2 separate regions of the Pan troglodytes genome follow, and region 2 is linked to region 1. The links are chromatin contacts, called in public HiChIP or PLAC-seq maps. All regions are on one chromosome and are shown on one strand. Each heading gives the region's core, a stretch centred on a gene start, on an enhancer-like site or on the middle of the called end of the contact. The rest is flanking DNA. Distances are from core to core; before and after follow the strand shown. Region 1 overlaps ZNF385D (zinc finger protein 385D). Region 2 overlaps ZNF385D (zinc finger protein 385D).

What was found. HiChIP or PLAC-seq counts read pairs in DNA pulled down with a chosen protein or histone mark.
Region 2: an H3K4me3 HiChIP or PLAC-seq map of stem cell-derived excitatory neurons shows a contact between it and region 1, with 7 times the contacts expected there. The contact joins two enhancer-like sites. A contact is called at or near these places in 2 of 7 Hi-C or Micro-C datasets (blood and stem cell-derived neural progenitor cells) and 1 of 1 datasets of contacts at active chromatin or transcription factors (stem cell-derived excitatory neurons).

What each region holds. Positions count from the first base shown.
Region 1 is chr2:25,744,107-25,750,876 of NHGRI_mPanTro3-v2.0_pri, forward strand. All of the region lies in intron 7 of ZNF385D (zinc finger protein 385D), which reads right to left. Among named protein-coding and RNA genes, the nearest start is that of ZNF385D, 630 kb to the right of the region's middle. Within about 2 kb of position 3,490, at least 8 of the 24 cell types and tissues checked have an H3K27ac peak or open chromatin away from gene starts, as enhancers often do. A contact at or near this core is called in stem cell-derived excitatory neurons, where this site is marked.
Region 2 is chr2:26,110,701-26,117,470 of NHGRI_mPanTro3-v2.0_pri, forward strand. All of the region lies in intron 2 of ZNF385D (zinc finger protein 385D), which reads right to left. Among named protein-coding and RNA genes, the nearest start is that of ZNF385D, 260 kb to the right of the region's middle. Within about 2 kb of position 2,336, at least 2 of the 24 cell types and tissues checked have an H3K27ac peak or open chromatin away from gene starts, as enhancers often do. A contact at or near this core is called in stem cell-derived excitatory neurons, where this site is marked.

The DNA of each region.
Region 1 (6,770 bases), core at 2,240-4,739:
GCAACAACTCACCTACCCAGCAGTGGAGAAATGTGTCAGGCCAGATGGGAATGGGGAGACAATTCAAACATACGGTGCTGAGAGCTGGAGACAGTGCACAGTTACAACCTTCTGCCAGGCGCTGAGCAACTGCTGGGGTGCACTCAGGCAAATAACCTGCCCTTCATACCAGCACAGTCCTCTTAACCAAACTGTAACTGGGCAGCTCAGTCCCTTGTACTGACAACCACCCACAGCCTCTCTTCCTTCATCTAGGAAGAAGTCTCCCAGCTGCCTTGCTTTTATTTCTGGATAAATTATTAATGGCTATTCATCTTTGGAACATGTAATTTTTAACTATCTAAAATAGTGATGGGGGTGGGAGGGTAAATTTATAAGTATTTATTATTTTCCCTTGCTTTTACAGTAAATCCCACTCAGGTTGCTGACTGAGATTTTCCCTGCTTCCTTCTCCCATGTGAACCTTATATTTAACTCCAAATGGTGAATGCAAGATCCAAGATCGATAGAATAAGTAACAAAAGTGTCCACGGTGACTGAACAGCAAACTCTTAAATCACAGCACAGGAAGTACAAATGAACGATTATTGAAAACACTGCACTAAAATCTCAATAGGAGATAAGAGTGAGGCTTAAGTCATTAGAAAGCTCTATTATTCTGGCAAGTCTGAGACAGCACACTCCAAACATGAGCTGTTCTTGAGATCTGAAAATATTACATCTTCCACCAACTTGCACACACACACAACTGACTCCAACTAAGCAAGGGCAGGGTCCAGTTGTCCAGTCCCAAGGGAAAGGAGGAATGAATTGAAGCAGATAGGCTGAGCCAGGCTATTCAGGTAGTGATTCTTCAGCTATATTTGAAGGGGTGGGGGTGGGGGGCAACACTGACAAATCAGATGATTTATAAAGGAAGTAAATATCCCGCTTTCATATCAATTCACCCGTACCATAGCATCACCATGCTCTTCATCACGCTCTGCTGGGGACACAAATAAAGGATTTGTGACATCTCTACCCCATTCTCACAAGTCACCAGAAAAGCCCAAGAATGCAGCATTGCTTTCCCTTTGTCCCTGTTCTCCCTGACTTGATAAACCATTTGCAGTTGAAAAATGAAGAAGAAAGTCATGGCCAACCAATTTGCAAAGTGAAAGCATTGTTTTGAAAAATTACCTGAAATCGTTACAATTTTGAACACACACACACATTAAGATACATACACATGTACACATATATGTGTGTGCGTACATACATACATATATAAATACATAGTCTTCAGCATTTTCAAACATTAGGATGCTATTGAATTTTAACATGCCTGAAGTGTACTGCTCAATTCTTTTTGCCCTCGCTCTTGTACCACACATTTTTTTTTTAGAGACAGGTGGGCTCCCAAAGTTGTGGATATCTAACAGCTTGTACGAGAAGCTGCATAGCATAACCCGAAAGAAACAGCATTCCTGAATACATAGGATTTCCTCTGGGAGCAGAAAAACATTTCTTATACCAAAATTATGGTAAGACAATGTTCAAGACACTGAGGGCAACTTTAGCCTTGCCTTTCAAAGAGTAGAGTTTCATCTAAAGTAAGTAGGACATCACATTTCAATTCGTACTATTAAAAACTTGCATTACACAATGAAATTGATTACCCTATGAATCACTCTGCTTTACAAGAGGCTGAACTAGCATACAGTTAATAACACAAGCTAGCCCAGTGAACATTTCTCCAATAGTCACACGATAATCCAGTACAGCATGGATGGCCTTTGACCAGTACTTTTAGACTCTACTGCTATTCTAATTGGCCCTACTTCCTCACGACGATCACATAAGGAATTGTTTCAAGAGGGTGAAAATATAAACTAAAATTATAATCTGTTTCATCATCCTTCAGTATCATTACTGATGCTGAAATTGTATTTTGTCCAAAAGACCTATTATCTTTACAAGCTTTTCCATTTATGAAAATATATGCATGATAAACTCTGTTAGTGGCCAATAAACAAGCTTACCACCTCCATTACTACCCACTGGAAAGAGATGGTTTTTAACTATAGATTCTGCTTAAATTTGGCGATGCAATGAAATTGTTTCTTCCAAATCATTTTCAGTTATTTTAAGACTTCTAATATGATACAAATTATAGGCAAATCAAAACTGTCAAGACAACTAAAGGCATTTAGCTTTTGGAACTTAGATTCCTTCCACACACTCTCAAATGTCTCAAAGCCTAAAGGAAACAAAACAGAGCAAATAGTACATACAGAAATAAATTTCCAACAAACTAATAGTGCTCCAACCTAAGTTTACCTAAATACCTCTTTAATCTGAAAGAAGACGCTAGATTTAATATTTAAAGCAAACCAAGAAATCAGAGCATTTGCATCTTGGATACATTTCCTAGCCCCTCTCCAGTTGCTCTATCAAACCTTTTAATATCGCATAGATGCCCTTAAATGATGATGCCAGATAGGACTTACAGAAGGAAAGCATAACTTCAGAGAGGAGGAACAAATATTCAGTCCTTATCTTTGACTTCTTCTTATTTAGTGAAGGGGCTTGCCTCCTGTACTAGCAGTAAGTTGCGGCGTTAGAGTGCAAATGCACAGCTCCAAGCCCACTTCCAGTGCTCAACTGATAGCTCGGATCCAAGCCTCAACATGCTCTCTGGAAATGCAGGCAGCTCAACTGAAAACCTAACTGAGGTTTCTACCGTGGCACAAAACTAAACTGCACAAATATTTGACATCTCCGAGACCTCTAAAGGTTTCAAATAATATGCATTTTGTGCTAGGCTGCTCCTAGCTAGACAGAGCACTGAGATGATATAGAGAAGTGTTCTCAGCTGCTCAACCACACTGCTCACTAGAGAATGTTTTCCTTTTCCGCCTCAGAACAAGAAAAACCAGCAAATACTGAATGAAATGCTCATATTGACTAAGCTTTCACAGCATCAATTGTATAGGAACTTTGTTTCACATTCCATTAAGTTAGCTCATGACTTCCCACGCTGCACTATTTCTCCTTCACCTAGCTAAAAGAGCCAACTTCATTCAGGCAAATCAAGGCAAAGTTTACCCCCCCGCCCCCTCCACATGTCCCTGTCTCTTTTCTTTTCCAACTTAAACTCATCCACGGCTAAATTAACAGCCCCAATTGTGGCACAAAGGAAGCTTTGAAGGCTGCACCGGCTTGGTCCTCCAGTTGCCAACTGGAGGTAGGTTTAATGTAATATATTCTTGCTGCTTAAAGAATTTTTTAAGGGCTTGTCTGCACGGATGAAGAGCCGGACACCCCCAGAATTACATCATCAGAGTGAACACTCACCAAAATACATTATGTTTCTCATTAATCAGACAGCTGGAATCCCACCGCGGTGTCTTCAGCATCAGCTCTCACCCAAGGCTGGCACGTAGAGCAGAGCCGTTTCATGCTACATTCGGTGGAAATGTCCCCGGCGTGGAGAGCAGTGAGCGCCGAGAGCGTGCCTCCTCCGCGGGATGAGCGCCTTGCAGGCTGCCTTTCCAGGGCTAAGATCCCCGGCGGCTGGAGAGTGCGCTCGGGCTGCCTGCTGCACTGCCCATCCTTACTGTAATCCGACTCCTCCTTGCGATGTCCTTGCCGCGCCTGTGACATCAGGACTGAGAGTACTACAAACAGACCCCTCCACCCCACCCCACCCCACCCTGGGTTAGCAGCCGCTCCATGAGGTGCTCCGATTGCCTGCCTGGACCAACCATGGCTCTCGGGAAGCTTTGACGAGCCCAGAGACTTGGGAAGGGGCGGAGTGAGGGGCGCGGGAGGCTCTCTTAAAGCGAGAAGGGTCTCGGGATCCACACAGGAACACACAGGAGAAATTCACCACTGTGCAGGAGGGACGTGGTTAAGGCGAGTTCTGCCATTAACGTGTAATTAGACAACACTTTTACCCCGCCCCTCCTACGAATGCCACCATTCTCTCCAAAATTTAACCTCCTCTACCAAGTTAAAACGGCAGTACGAAGAGGGAAGGTGCCGTGCTTGCATTCTCTTTGCTGTGGGCTTGAGGGTTTGTTGTTATTTTTTGTGATGTTTATATATAAGAGGAATAAAAGGAACGCCAGGGACCACTGCTAGGGTAATAGAGGTTTACACTTAGAAGTGATCACATCCCAGAAAGCTAGTACTTGGTGAAGTGTAATTTTGTATTTCTTGAGTGTTCCCTGAGCTATTATGTTGATAGAAAGATGTGAAGAAAAATAACTGGTGATAAAAGTCACCTCTCAGTTGCCCAGGACCAAATTTGCTGCCTCCCTTAGTAGGCAGGTAGAAAGCACACTGAGGCTGAAATGATCTTTGACCTCCTGAAACGGAGAGACGATTAGCCTGAAAGGCAACCAACATTGTGCCATAGTTAAAGTCCAGTCACCAATATAATATAGCCACACACACACACCCCCCCCCCCACCCCCCCACACACAACGCTCTCATTAAATTTGAGATGAACGGTCAAGAAAGGCAAAGCTTAGCAAAGCCTCTGGCTCCTCCAATGGTATAATGAATTGCAGTCCTTATCTTACATAGAAAAGGATATTAGAAAGAAATCCCTGAAAGCTGTGCTGATTAATACTTAAATGCACAGCATGGAAAAAATAAACTCATACAGCAAGTTCCGTTTCCTAAGGACTCATCACTTTGGGAACCAATTTACGTACTGGAACATTTGAACTTATAAATTTCTATAGAAATTTGTGAAATTAAGAACCAAATATAAACAAAGAACTGTAGTCTATGGAAGAATGCAATTGATATATTTTTAATCTGGGCTTTTATAAAAGTGTGATAGCAAATATTTCTACATTTTGATATTAAAATATTCTATAGCATTTCCTTACACGATTCTATATCTCTTGGTGGATTTAATGTGTATAGAAACTAGGGGGCTGAAGCTCATAATAACAGCTTTCTGTGCAATCTCGCATAAAAGCTTAACTGTATTCTACCTCTGTGAAGAGTGCAATGAACAATATCCTCTCTCACGCTAGATTATAAAGAATTTGGTGAGTGAAAATAGGTCAGCAAATATAAATCAGAAACATCACAGTGAATCTTAAGATAAATCTAGGGCTGTTCTTTTAGAAATACTCTTAATTTAAAGCCACCAGAGGAAAATTTACATAGTAAAGGATATTAACTTTTTTACTCCCTTTTAAAAATTAAAATAAAAACAATGTTACGGGAAAGTATTGAAGAAAATGCCTAAATGTTTTTTCCTTTTGGACAAATGGAAATTGTCCAAAAGTACAATTAGTAGTTCTTCCCTCAGGCAAAAGAACCATCTGTGGTAGGCTTATTCATGAAGCCTGTAAGCTGCCTTGACCTCCTACATGTGCTAGGGGGCACTGTAGTTTAATGTTAGTGCTTTGGGTCCATTTGAGTTCCTGTAGTTGGAAGATGCAAGCATTGAGAGTTGAGTTTCAAATAGGAGATTTGAAACACTAAAGGACTACCTTAATCATTAATAACACGCTTGCATTTGCATGACATTTTACAGTTAAAAGGCACTTTCACATGTCATCTTTATTACTAACAAATTGAGATATAGAAAGGTGGATATTACAGATGTCACAAATGAAGAACCTGAGGCTCAGAGATGTTAAGCAACTTTCTTAATGATGTGATGAGTAAGAAACAGTTGTCTTACTATTTGTTTGTTGAATTTATATTACAGTTCTCCAACAGGTTTCCTTCTTCAAATAAATGTGCTATTTATAATGGCTCAGGTAAAAGTCACCCCCAATAAAACAATGTCACTGCATGTTCTAGAAACAAATATATCTATATGGTCACAAATACATCAGCAGGGAGCATTTGGTAATAGAACATGCCAATCTTTGCCTGGTAGTATACCCCAAAAAACAGCACGTAGCCTTTGAAAGAATATGGCATTCCAGAAACAATTGAGTGTAATATCCATACAATGTAATTCTGTTCAAACAGAAAAGGAAGATGCCCTTTTAAATTAAAGATATGTGCCCCTCTTCCCTGCAATTAAGGCTTATCTGGAATGTAGAAGCCTAAGATGCAAAGTTGTTTATCTCTGGATGGAAAACAAGTGATGTTTGTTTTAATTGTATACTTTTTCCTGTTTTACATAAAACTATTTTATTTGTATACATTTATTTAAAAATGCAACTTTGGTGGTGGTGGTTGTTGTTGTTGTTGTGTGTGTGTGTGTGTGTGTGTGTGTATTTGCGTTTTGTACTTTGACCAACATCTCCCTAATACTCTCACCCTGCAGCTCTGGTAACCATTTTATTCCTGTTTCTATAGAGTTTGACCTTTTCGCACTCTACATATAAGTGAAATCATTGGGTATTTGTTTTTATGTACCTGGCTTATTTCACTTAAGACAACAATGTCCTCCAGGTTTATCCATATTGTCACAAATGAGAGGATCTTCTTCTTTTAAAAGGTTGAATAGTATTCCATTATGTATATATGCGACATCTTTGTTATCCATTCATCCACTAGTGGAAACCTTGCTTGATTCCTGTGAGTAATACTGCAATGAACATGGTAATACACACATTTCTTCAACATATTATTTTTTTTTAATTTTGAAGCATAATAATATCCAAATGAAACCACAGCTGATCTTGGCTAGATAGAGGATTGTGAACATGCCAGCTGTGCCTGAGAGATGCTTTCATATGTCATCTCAAGGGAGTGACTTAGCAGCTTCTAGGGAAGAATCTGGTTCACACCCTGACCTTTATCTG
Region 2 (6,770 bases), core at 1,086-3,585, 370 kb after region 1:
AAACTATCACCTGCTATTGTACTGTTTTTTCAGGGATTACCTAATTCTAAAAAACTGAATATTAATTATCTTAAATATAAAGGAATCAAGTCCAGATTAACTGTTCTACAGGGGCTACAAAGCCCAGGGATAGGACGTCCTGTGGTGCTGCCAAGAATACCACCCGCCTGATGAACTTTGCCATTGGCACTGGCTTCAGAAGGAATCTGCTTGGAACTTAATATAGAAAAAATACCTTGTCAGCTACTTAACATGGATTAAGAATATAAATCAACATCTTCATTACTATAAAATTAGTCAAAAGAAATGTTAAATAAAAATACAAGGCATTGACTTATGTCCGAGGCCAAATCTGTAAAATCATATCTTCTTGTCATATAAACTGAAATGCAGTCTAGACTAATTTACTACTATTTTAATCTTAAAATGTTATATTTAGACATAATTTGTTGGGGGGAATATGCTTTTGTTTGTGAATGCTTAAATGATTTATTAATAATTCTTATCACCTTTTATTGCTCTATCCTCTACTTTTTCAACTGGTTTTGATTCCATAATGGCCTTCTCCTCTAGCTTCTTAGAGTTGCTCTGTTTTGAGTCACTGTCTCTCCCAAAATAGGTTTTGATCATTTGCTCTGCTTTTATAGCTAGCTTATGGTTACTTCAGCCACTGTGCAGGACAGGTTGCTGGGGCCTCTTAGGCAGTAGTAGATTGGAAGATAGGCTGTTTTACTATCTCTCCAGTAGATTTTGTGTCACAGGATTCCCTGGGATTTCTCTGCTGAACTGTTTTAGGAGATATCTGATGAGCTTTTATTAGTGAGTATTTATTCAGCATCTACTGCACATTAGGTATTGTGGCTTTTTAATTTTTTTATTTTTTGAGACAGGATCTCACATTGTAACCCAGGCTGGAGTGCAGTGGTATGACTTTGGTGATCCTCCTGCCTCAGCATCCCAAGTAGCTGGGACCACAGGCATGCTCCAACATACTCAATTTTTTTTCTTTTTTTTTCTTTTTTTTTTTTTTTTTGGTAGGAACAGGATCTCACTATCTTGACCAGATTAGTCTTGAAGTCCTAGTCTCAAACCACTCACTTCATTCAACCTCCCAAAGTGCTAGGATTACAGGTGTGATTCACCACGTCCTGCTGCATTTTTTTTTAATGTGGGGGACTTAATGAAGGTAGAGTGCCTTAGTTTACTAGGGCTGCCACAACAAAATACCATAGATTGGTGGCTTAAACAACAGACATTTATCCCTCACAGTTGTGGAGGATAGAAGTCTAAACTTCAGGTGTTGGAAGTTTGGTTTCTCCTTTGGTCCCTTTCCTCAGCTTGCAGATGACACCTTCCCACTGGGTCCTCACAGGACATTTTCTTTGTGTGCTGCATCCCTTCCTCTTCTTATGAGGACACCAGTCATGTTGGATTAAGGGCTATACCCTTATGACCTCATATAAGCTTAATTACTTTTTTAAGAGTTCTATCCTCAAATAGTGTCACACTGGGGATTAGGGCTTCAACATGTCTACTTGGAAGAGACGCAGTTCAACTCTTAATACACAGCACAACATTTAAATATTTCAGCTTTGAGTTCAGACCACTACAGTCTGAATTCCATCTCTACTCTTTACTAGCTGCACGATACCACACAAATCATTTAAAAGAAAACTAAGCTGTCTGAACGTAGTCACCTAAATTTAGTGAGTAATAATATAATCTAGCTTATAGTGCTATCACTTATTTCAATTAATACTAAAACAAAAACCTCTATGAGGCAGTTCTTGAGAACAAACTTTAAATATGTTTTCTTAATTACCGTTTATAACCATAAGACATTTCATAGGAACCAAAACAAGCCCTTGAAAAGTATTTTTAAATGAGAACAATATTAAAAACAATGACTTTTAATGGCAGAAGGGAACTTTGAGACCATCTTTTTTACACCCATAAACCAAAATGAATCACCAAGTTGTATTTTTCTTCTGACTAGACCATATTCAATATCTGAAAGACTAGTGAAAATAACACATAGAAATGCAAAGTTGCTTTATATCTAAATTATTTTTATTTAAAGACAGCCTGATAAAGCTGCCTGGTTGTTGCCTACTGTGAATTATGTTTCTCTAAAACAATGTGTTTTCATTTTATCAACTTCATCAGTAAAGCCAAAATCTGAAGAAGCATAATTTCAACCTTCCTCTTTCACTTACTTCTAAACACTCACTGTCTTAGCGATCTGTAAATAATTGACCAGCCAAGCACTGAAGCACAAAGACAAATAGATCAATAGTCCTCCTGCAAGCGCTTACAGCAGGGAGAGAAACCGTTTCCCTTCATTTCCTATCACACAGGACCTCATGCATGAATCAATCTGCAGTCTGCAGCACCCAGATTTAACTCAGCATGCATAATCAGCAACAACTGCTGAAGTCTTTGATTAAACTTTTAAATTGCCTCTTAATATGATGTAAATGGAAAAAGGTATTGATTAAAGAACCTTAAAATGGTAACCTGTTAAAATGAGAAAGGACAAATGCTTTGAGTTGGTGAGCCTCTACAGAAAGATGACTAGTGTGCACAATGCACAAAGGATCTCCAAAGCACAAATGCAAAACAAACAGTAATTATACCTACTGGTCCTCATGTTCCTGGGCTTGCAAAACTTAGGGGAAGTTGTTGAATGATGTGATTTTTTTTAAAAATAATGAAAAGTGAGAATTGCTGGGAAAACATAATCCCCTGTACCTGGGCATTTTAAAAGTTTTCTTTCCCTTTCTCTTGGGTTTCATTATATAACCTTGAAGCAAACTGCAGTAGCTTTTTCCTTTAGCCTTAAAATAGACTCTACATCCCTCACTTTCTCACTGCATATATTCCCTTTACATTTATCTAACTGTATGTTAGTATCTATGTGTATTAGAAGTTCAAGGGGCTAATCTTAAAACAGACAGACCAAGTCTGGAGACCCAGCTACAGAATTCCAGAGATTAATTCAAAGTGGCTAGCTAACAACCTGATCATTACTGAGATGACATCAGCCCAAGGTCAGGTGGACTGATAGCCACTAGAGCAACACACACAAATATCGTCTCAGCCCAATTTTTGCCTGACTTCTTTATCAAGTTTTCTTTATTGAAACCCCTTCCTTCCCCCTCAAAATCAAAGCTGTTATCTTGGGTAAAAATCTGACTGCTTCCCCTTTACTAGTTTTAGTTAATAAGTTTACCTTCTTCTACCAGAACTTGCTCTTACTAATTGAAGCTTGCAAGTGACAAGCATCAGGACCTGCATTCGGTTGAAGTCATCAAAGGGTTTCCATTTTTACTCTAGAAAATTGTTTTTTTTCCACTGTAATTGATTCTGGATTTTATAGAAGTAACTAGTTGTGGATCTCATTTCCCAATAATAGTATTTTCTCAAATATAAAATTGTAGTAAGTATATCAAATGAAATATTGTCTACTATGAAAAATGTATGTATTGACTCTAATCATACTAAAAATATCGAGCACTAAATGTATGTCAGAATCTTTTCTAGGTGCTGATGACACAGCCATAAAGAAAAGTGACAAAGCTCTCTGCATTTGTAGAGCTTAATTTCAAAAACAGAAAGAGAAAAAAAATAAGATAATAAGTATCATATAGGGTTTCTTGAATAATAAGTTCTATGGAAGAAAGAAGAACAGAGAGTATATGTATGGGGGAGGTAACAATTTGGATATGGAAAGTACCAAGAAAGGCCTACTGAGACGGTGACATTCGAGTCACATGCTAAAGGGGGTGAAGAAATGAGTCATGCATGCAGTTTTCTGAAAATACTTTAAACAGAGGCAACATCAAATGCAAAGGCCCTGATGTAAAAATCAACCTTCCTTTGCATTGGCAAAAGACGAAGTAAAGCAGTATGGGTGAATGCCATAAGTGACTGGGAAAGGAGCAAGAAATGATTTAAGAAAAGTATTAGGAGATAAGATCATATAGGGCTTTGGAGACAACTTTAAAGACTACTTTTATTCCAAATACAATGGGTTGTCATGGAGGACTTTGAGCAAAGGAAGAATAGCATCTGACATCTGTTCTGATAGAAACATTCTGGATGATGAGTTGATAGATTATTGGGAGTGATTACAATAGCATAAGATGAGATGCAATGGGATGAGACAGGATGGAAGAGAAGAGAAGAGAAAAGAGAAAAGAGAAAAAGTGGAGGGGAGAAGCGGGGGAGACTGAATTACCAAGAAGGTAGGAGGAGTAGATCTTAAAGTGAGAAGTTCAAGAGTACAGTTTTACACAAGTTACATTTGAGATATTTATTTATATAATTATTTAGTTTTTAAAATCTTTATGGGTACATGGTAGATGTATATATTTATGGGATATTTTGGTGTATATATTGATGAGGTAAGTGTATACATTTATGAAATATTTTGATACAAGCATAAAATGTGTAATCACATCACGGTAAATGGGGTATGCATCACCTCAAGCATTTATCATTTCTTTGTGTTACAAACTTTCCAATTGTACTCCCTCAGCTATTCTAAAATGTATATAAAATGTACAACAAAAAATTATTGCTGACTGGGCTGGGTGCGGTGGCTCACGCCTTTAATACCAACACTTTGGGAGGCCAAAGTAGGTGGATTACCTGAGGTCAGGCATTCAAGACCAGCCTGGCCAACATAGCGAAACCACATCTCTACTAAAAAGTACAAAAATTAGCTGGGTGTGGTGGTGGGCACCTGTAATCTCAGCTACTCGGGAGGCCGAGGCAGGGAGAATTGCTTGAACCCAAGAGGTGGAGGTTGCAGTGAGCTGAGATTGCACCACTGCACTTCAGCCTGGGCAACAAGAGCAAAATTCTGTCTCAGAAAAACCAAACCAAACCAAACCAAACCAAACAAAAACTAGAGCTAGACTCCATCTCTCTCTCTCTCTCTCTCTCTCTCTATATATATATATATATTGCTGACTGTACTCATCCTGTTGTGCAAACAACTGCTAGGTCTTATTCATTCTATCTAACTATTTTTGTATGCATTAACCATTCCCATTCTCCCTCACCCCTACAATTCTCAGCCTCTGGTAACCGTTATTTTACTCTCTATCACCCCGAGTTCAACTGTATTAATTTTTAGCTCCCACAAGTGAGAATATGTCATGTTTTTCTGTGTCTGGCTTATTTCATTTATAATGTCCTCCAGCTTCATCCATGCTGTTGCAAATGACGTGATCTCATTCTTTGTAATGGCTGAATAGTACTTCATTGTGTATAAGTACCGCATTTTCATTATCCATTCATCTGTTGATGGACACTTAGGTTGATTCCAATTCACAGCTATTATAAATACTGCTGCAATAATCATGGGAGTGCAGATATCTCTTTGATATACTGATTTCCTTTTTAGGGTATACATACTTAGCAGTGGTATTGCTGGATCACACAGTAGTTCTATTTTTAGTTTTCTGTGGAACCTCTATACTTTTCTCCATAGTGGCTGTGCTAATTTATATTCCCACAGTGTATGAGGATTCCTGTCTCCACATTCTTGCCAGAATTCATTATTGCTCATCTTTTGGATAAAAGCATTTTAAATAGGGTGAGGTAATATATCACTGTAGTTTGGATTTGCATTTCTCTGATCAGTGATGCTGATCATATTTTCATATATTTGTTTGCTATTTGTATGTCTTTTTTTAGAACTGTCTATTCAGATCTTCTGTCCACTTTTAATTGGATAAATATATTTTATCCTATAGAGTTGTTTGAGCTCCTTATATACCTGTTTATTAGTTTCTTGTCAGATGGATAGTTTGCAAATAATTGTTTCCCATACTGTGCGTTGTTTCTTCACTTTGTTGATTGTTTCCTTGGCTGCATAGAAGCTTTTCAACTTGATGTGACCCCATTTGTCCATTTTTGCTTTGGTTGCCTTTGCTTGTGGGGTATTATTCAAGAAATATTTTCCCAGACCAACATCCTGGAAAGTTTCCCCAAGGTTTTATTTTAGCAGTTTCATAGTTTGAGATCTTAGATTTAAGCCTATAATCCACTTTAATTTTATTTTGTATGGGAAAAAAGATAGCAGCTAGTCCCATTCTTTTGCATACATATGTTCAGTTTACCCAGCATCGTTATTGAAGAGACTATCCTTTTCCCAATGTATGTTCTTGGCACCTTTGTTAAAAATGACTTCACTGTAGGTGTATAAATTTATTTCTTGGTTCTCTAATCTGTTTCACTAGTGTATGCATCTGTTTTTAAGTCAGTGGCATGCTGTTTGGGTTACTATAGCTCTGTAGCATAACTTGAAGTCAGGTATGTGATTCCTTCAGTTTTGCTCTTTTTGCTAAGAATAACTTTGGCTGTCCTGGGACTTTTGTGGTTCCATATAATTTTTAGGATTTTTTTTTCTATCTTTGTGAAGATTGTCAATGCTATTCTGATAAGGATTGCATTGAACTTGTGGATTGCTTTGAATAGTATGAACATTTTAACAATATTGTTTTTCCAATTCATGAACATTCTAATCCATGAACATAGATTATCTTTCCATTTTTCTGTGTCATCCTCAATTTCTGGCATCAACGTTTTATAGTTTTCTTGTAAAGGTCTTTCACATTTTTGGTTAAGTTTATTATCAGGTATTTTATTGGTAGCCATTATAAATGAAATTATATTCTTGATGTATCAAATTGTTCACCGTTGGCATATAGAAATGCTAATGATTTTTGTATGTTGATTTTGTATCCTGCAACTTAACT